Regions from separate parts of the Hordeum vulgare genome. Here region 1 is linked to region 2. Evidence: chromatin contacts called from public Hi-C data. All regions are on one chromosome and are shown on one strand. The core of a region is the stretch at or near the end of the contact, and the rest is flanking DNA. Distances in the headings are between cores, read along the strand shown.

Region 1 (3,092 bases), core at 536-3,035, 860 kb before region 2:
TCGTATCTTTCATGTATTTAAGATGAATATGAAAATTTACGGACAGTTTAAACATATACAAATGATATCAAGGGTTCAGTTGTGTATTGTTTTTTTTCTTTTTTTCTGTTCAGTCACTAACCGGACGTATTTGTGGATATATAAAGAATCGTTTGAGGCGTACGGTTGTAGATGCTTGACTAGGGCGACATGAAACCTCTGAAGTCTGTGGAAGTGTGGAACTGAACTTCTCATGAGATATTCTAAAAAGCATGGAAAATACTGCATTTAGAGCGCGTAATTAAACGACGCCATGGCTAGGTTTATAGGCTGATCTTGATCCTTGTTGTGTGCACCCTATCTAGCTACACATGAAGTCCTGATCGAATTTATATACATGGCACCAAAAGCTAACGCAACTGCATAGGCATCGACCGACCGATGGATCGATCTAATTCCAGTTTCCTTCCAAATATACTTACTTACATAAACAAGCACCCACACTTTGATCTTCACTCAATAATTTACATACATATATATGCAGTGTGTGTGTACATATCAACATCTACCTATGTCGTCGATGCTTACGTCCACCACCCGTGACATGCATGCGCTAAATATTCTACCTATCGTCTTGTACACAGTGCACAGCTCCAGGCCAAGCTCCAAGATGAGTCCAAAGCGTAGGCCGTCGAGAACTAGGAGCCACTAATTATTGGCAGCTTAATTTACACCTAATTAATCGCCATGCTTAGCATACTCTTTTCACAGGTTCTACACTTTCGGGCGCTCAGTTCACGGTCACCTCCGGGAACCCACCCAGCTGCTGGCGCGGGGACAGGCCGCCGAACATCCCTTCGGCCAGCAGCTGATCCCACGTCCAGCTAGTCGGGAACATCTCGTAGTTGCCGCCGGTGTCGGACGAGGATGGGGTGGTGGTGCAGGACGTCACCGTCGAGGTGGGCGTTGAGGTGAGCGACGACGACGCTGGCGACGCGGACGCATCGGCCTTGCAGTGTTTCGTGGCGTCCCCGACGCATGGCTCTTGCCGCTTCCTCTTGTTGTGGGACGTCGGCGCCGCGCGCGCGGTTTGCGACGGCGGCGGCGGCGGCGGGGGGGCGACGAAGTCGGGGGCGCTGCGGGAGCCGACCTCGTTGGGGAAGTTGAGAATGGCCTTGGCGCCGCGCATGCGGAAGGCGGCGCGGTCGTAGGCGCGCGCGGCCTCGATGGAGGTGTCGTAGGTGCCGAGCCACACGCGCGAGCCGCGCCTGTTGGGGTCACGGATCTCCGCCGCGAACTTGCCCCACGGCCGCTGGCGCACGCCGCGGTACTTCCGGAAGTCGTTCGCGTCCACGGCCGCGGCCTCCGCCGCCCAGGCGTGCGAGGCCGGGGGCAGCGAGATGGTCAGCGACGGCCTCCGGGCGGGGTCCGACACCGGGGACGCCTCGCCGCCGAACCGTATCATCACCGGCTCCGCCGCGCGGAACGCTGCCGCGTCCGCGTAGTCGCTCGCCGTGAGGTCGACGAAGCCGGGCAGCGGCTGCGGCAGGAACTCGGCGGGCATGAAGTCCTGCTGCGCGGCGAAGTCGTCCGCCACGGGGAGGGGCAGGAGGCCGCAGGGGTCGGCGCCGAGCAGCTCCAGCCGCAGCTGCTCGTGGATGTACTGGAGCGACAAGTCGTCCATGTCGGCGCCGAAGTCCATGGCTGATCGATCAGAGCAAATTAAGCAGAGCTCGTGTTGGATTTGGAGGTGTGTGTCTGTGCGAATGCAAGTCCAGCTGCGTGGAGAAAGCTAAGGTGGAATCTGCTACTTATATAGGGCCGGCCGTGGGGGATGCAAGGAGGGACAATTTTCTCTCTCTTTTCTCCGTGTATCAGTGAGCTGTAGTAAAAACACAAGTGCCAAAGGGGGCGGGAAGTGTGAAACTACTCGGTGATTTGACGCGCGCGAGGTGTAGTACGTGTTCTTTTCTTTTTTTTGAGCCGACGTAGTACGTGTTTCGGTAGCGTGATGTCGTCGAACGGTGATCGGCTAACTAGAAATAGGAATGGAACTGTCCGGCCGGCTTGGCTAATCAATGTCTAAAGCCGTTGCCGAACCAATAAAGAGTGCATTGCAACGGAACGTGGTGGTTTTAGGACGGATGATGCAACTGTGTACACGTTGTAGTAACTTCCAAATGCCTAGAGAGAGGGGGGGGGGGGGGGGGGGGGGGGGGAGCTACCCCGGGAGAATATCAGGTGCTACCGGAGCACCTGATCGTGAATCGGATGGACAAAATTTGATCAATACGAGTTTTGGAGAAAACTCACAAACATGTTGCCCGTTGGATGACGATCAAATGCATCGGGAGTATACCTCGGCATCTCCGGCCCGGCCAGGCCCCGCCCCAAAATCCAGGGCCTAGGCCCTATGGGCTTGCCCGTGGGTCGGGCTTGGGCCTAAGTTTTGAGCCCACCAGCAGGGTCGGGTCGGGCTTGGCCTTGACATATTGGGATTTTAAGAAAGAGGCCCGGCCCACGGCCCCAAACCCGACGGGCTTTTCAACAGATGGCTCGGGCTTGGGTTTCAAAGTAGGTTTGATGGCAAGGCCTCGATCTCAATTTATTGTCGTAGGCTTTTTAGGACCCTGCCCGTGGTCATATATAATCGAAAGCACCTGAGATGACGTGCTACCGAAGCACCTGATGTTCTCCCACTAGCTACCCCAAGGGTTCACCCTTCTCGGCATTCAAAATACGAACTATTTTTCTAGGGTTTTGCTCATTCTCACACAACTAAAAGTAGAAATTATGCTAGTAGATTCCGCATGAGAGATGAGCGGAACCCCGAGCCCGAGAACGGGGGTGCTGCAGAGAGCACCAACAAGGTACAAAGAAGTCAACAAGGACTCAAATGGGGGAGAGTGAGAGCCATCAAAAACACAATTGTGTGTGAAATCACCGAGGAGACGAGTCCGAGGATTTGACATATGGAGATGTGGGTCCTTTGACATATGCAGTTGTGGGTCCTTGAAAGTGCGTTATATCGACTAGAGGGGGGTGAATAGGAGATTTTTAGAATTTCATCACTGAGGAAATTCCTTTTGAGGGAATTTCTGATTGATGACTAA
Region 2 (3,103 bases), core at 159-2,658:
AGATTTATCCCACATACCACATTGCCTATCGTGTGTGTCGTGCCTATCGTGCTTGTCGTGCCTATCATGCCTATCGTGTCATTTTTGGCTATAAAAAGGGATGCCAAGTTTCTCATTTCTAACTTCATCTCATTGTACACACACAAACATGGCCGATGCAAATAAAAACTGGCTTGATGGTGTTGTGAGGCGCGGTCGGGGTCAGGGTGCAATTTGGAGTTTCTACGATGAAGAAATAATTAGAGGTAAGGATGGTCTCGGCCAGCTTTTTGCAAAGTGCAAACAATGCGGTAATAAGTTGCACGTAACGACACACGTGAAAGAGGCAGCGAACGCGACCGACACGTTGGCTATAGCTGTGGCTGCAGGGAAAGGTTGATGGATTTCTAGAAATCCAAAGCATGGCATGTAATGTAGTATTTGTATTTTTTCCCTTTCTCTATATTTTCTTCTTTTTGTATTTCTACTTTTCTAGAGAATGATTGTACTCTTTTACTTCTATGAGATGGAAGGTTTCAATGAGGCAGACGCTAATAAAATTATAGATTTATCCCATGTAGTACTATGTCAAAGTAGATATTTTTTAGATTTTTTATTTTTTTCGGGTTTTTTGGTCTGTTTAAAAAAAGGGACGACTAGCGTGCTCAGCGTGCCCCAGCGTGTCGTGGGCCGGCACGTTTACGACGCGTGTCGTGCTTGGGCTTGGACCCCGGACACGTGGGCCGGCATGACACGACCCGTTTAATAAACGTGCCTCGGCGGACCGTATCGTGTCAGACACGATTCTGGCGGGCCGTGCCAGGCCGGCCCGTTTGGCCAGATATGGTCCCTGTAAACTGAAGCCCACCAGGCCGCGCCAAACGGGCCGGTCCGGCACGGCCCGACACGGCCCGTCAGAATCGTGCCTGGCACGGCACGACCCGCCGAGGCACGTTTATTAAACAGGCCGTGCCGTGCCGGCCCACGTGCCCGGGGTCCGGGTCCAAGCACGACACGGGGGCTATACGGGCCAGCCCGTCGGCACGTCAGGCCCGCTGGCCTGCTAGAATTTTAGTATTTAGGCCGTTATTTGGGCTGATTTCGCCTGTTCGGTTATTATTTGGGCCGATTTTGACATAGTGGGCTGTTTTTTAGGTTGATTTTGATCCATTAGACTTTTTATACATAAAAAAATAAAAATAAAAAATAAAAACGGTAAACGGATCGTGCCGTGCCGGCTCGCGTACTCAACCTCTAGGCCCAGACACGGCCCAAGCCATGCTTCATATCGGACCCGAATACGATTAGTCCGTGCCGGGCCGGGCCTGTATCGTGCCACGCACGCGGGCTGCCGGCCCGGCCTGGTTAGACGCCCCGTTTGGCCAGATCTGGGCCGCGCCGCCGTCGCCACCCTACCTACCCTTCCGCGCCGCACGCGACGCGCGTGGGCCCGTGGCTCGAGACCGTGACCGGCGTCAACACACTTCGGCGCTGCCGCCCCCGCCGTCTCCACTTCGCCGCCGAGGAAACGTGTCAGATCCCCTCGATTGCTCCGCCGCGGCCTACGTGCGGCAGCGCTCCCCGGTGCCTCTGCGGCGGACTAAGCGTCGCCGCCCCGCGAAACCCTAGAACGCCGGAGCCGCGTACGGCTCGTGTTTCCGGGCTCGCCGCTTGCTGCCGTCCATGTCCTCCCGGCCGCCGGAGGCTGTGGGGGACGCTGGTGCCCCTTCATCCAGCGGTATAAGTCATCACCCCCCCTCAGTGCTGTGTAATTAGCTCCCGAGGACCAGGTTTTGGTCTATTTGCACAATTAGGTTGTCTGGATTTGCTTTTCGATTGTTAAGTTTAGTTTCTGTCTCCATGCAAGGTTTGTTTGCCGTGTAGTGGGAACCTGCTGGGCTAGTAATTCATTCGCAGCTGCATGCTGGCATGCAAGTTTGCCCTTTCCCCCTTTTTTGGCGTGGAGGCACGCAAGAATTCGTGGCTGGCCCTCGAGCTGTCTTGTTGCTAAGCGGCTTATTTGGCGCCATGGAAGAAATCCATATCTTAGGTTATGGGCACCTCGCTCCTCCGCAAACTTGTGAAATCAATCCTGCAGTGCATTGGTAACTGTCAAAACCACTGCTGAAAGTTTGGCGGGTTGTCGAGGAGGGTAAACAATTGGAAATAAATGTTTTATTACGATATTTATGAAGGAATAAAATTCCGGTAACAGTCACGATGTTGTTTTGTCGAAATAGACTAATGGATATTACTAGTAAAAGGGCCCGTGCGTTGCAACGGGTGAAAAAAATACCAGACGGTTTTAATCTTTTTATAATCATTTTGATTTATATTAAAATAATAAGCTAACTAACTAATGTAGTCAGTCCTATCCTATTTTGTTGAGAAATCAATCCGTCCATTGTTAATTCCACCATGATGAGAAATTGAGCGGGACAAGCAAAGCAAAACAAAGAGGCTACGTGAATTGATCAATGGACTGTTATCTTATTTCACCCATGGGGTAGAGAATGTGGGATTAGATCACAAACTGAAGGTGGTGTTCCATTCTCTGTCTCTACAACAATACAATCTTACATTCAATACATTCATTCATCAGCAAACAAATCCCCACAAAACAAAATTTCTTGCCGGTGCTTGGCACACGGTTGGAGGCATGGGGAGGGGATCTCACCACATGACGAGTTCCTTCCGGAGGAGGGGATACGATGAGGGGAGCAAGGGTTAGGCGCCTCTATCTAGCCATAAGGAGTCGTTGTTGCCGCGCCATAACCTCGGAGTTCCCCGTGTGAGCCATGGAGGCCCGCCTCCACCAGCAAGTACTTCACTCCGCTGCGCCTTATCCGCGCGCCGCCGCCGTTCTGCATCGAGCAGACGCATCATCCCCAGTCACTGTAGCTGTCGCGTTGATTTGATCCAGAAGCTGTGCTCGAGCGCCGAAACGGGGGCAGCAAGCGGACAGAGGTACGGCCGCGGAGGCGGGTGGGTTGAGATCGACAACAGTGATGGTTGAGGTCGGCCGCGGCGGCGAGTGGTGTGGCAGCGGCCTGGGCACAGGCCAGGATGGACCAGGGTCGACGCGATGCGCTCGAGCGCCGCAACAGGGGCAGTGAGCGGGGAG

Evidence for each region. A called contact is a pair of places that touch in the nucleus more often than the background predicts.
Region 1: a contact with region 2 is called in a Hi-C map of seedling, with 3 times the contacts expected there. The contact joins the promoter of LOC123403589 here to the promoter of LOC123406397 in region 2. A contact is called at or near these places in 2 of 6 Hi-C or Micro-C datasets (leaf and seedling).

Annotation. Positions count from the first base shown.
Region 1 is chr6H:408,497,669-408,500,760 of MorexV3_pseudomolecules_assembly, reverse strand. It overlaps LOC123403589 (ethylene-responsive transcription factor ERF104-like), which reads right to left and starts at 1,785. Exons shown (of 1, transcript XM_045097514.1): 1 at 441-1,785. The coding sequence starts at 1,681. The coding sequence ends at 770.
Region 2 is chr6H:407,639,392-407,642,494 of MorexV3_pseudomolecules_assembly, reverse strand. It overlaps LOC123406397 (transcription initiation factor TFIID subunit 4b-like), which reads left to right and starts at 1,408. Exons shown (of 13, transcript XM_045099901.1): 1 at 1,408-1,717. The coding sequence starts at 1,663.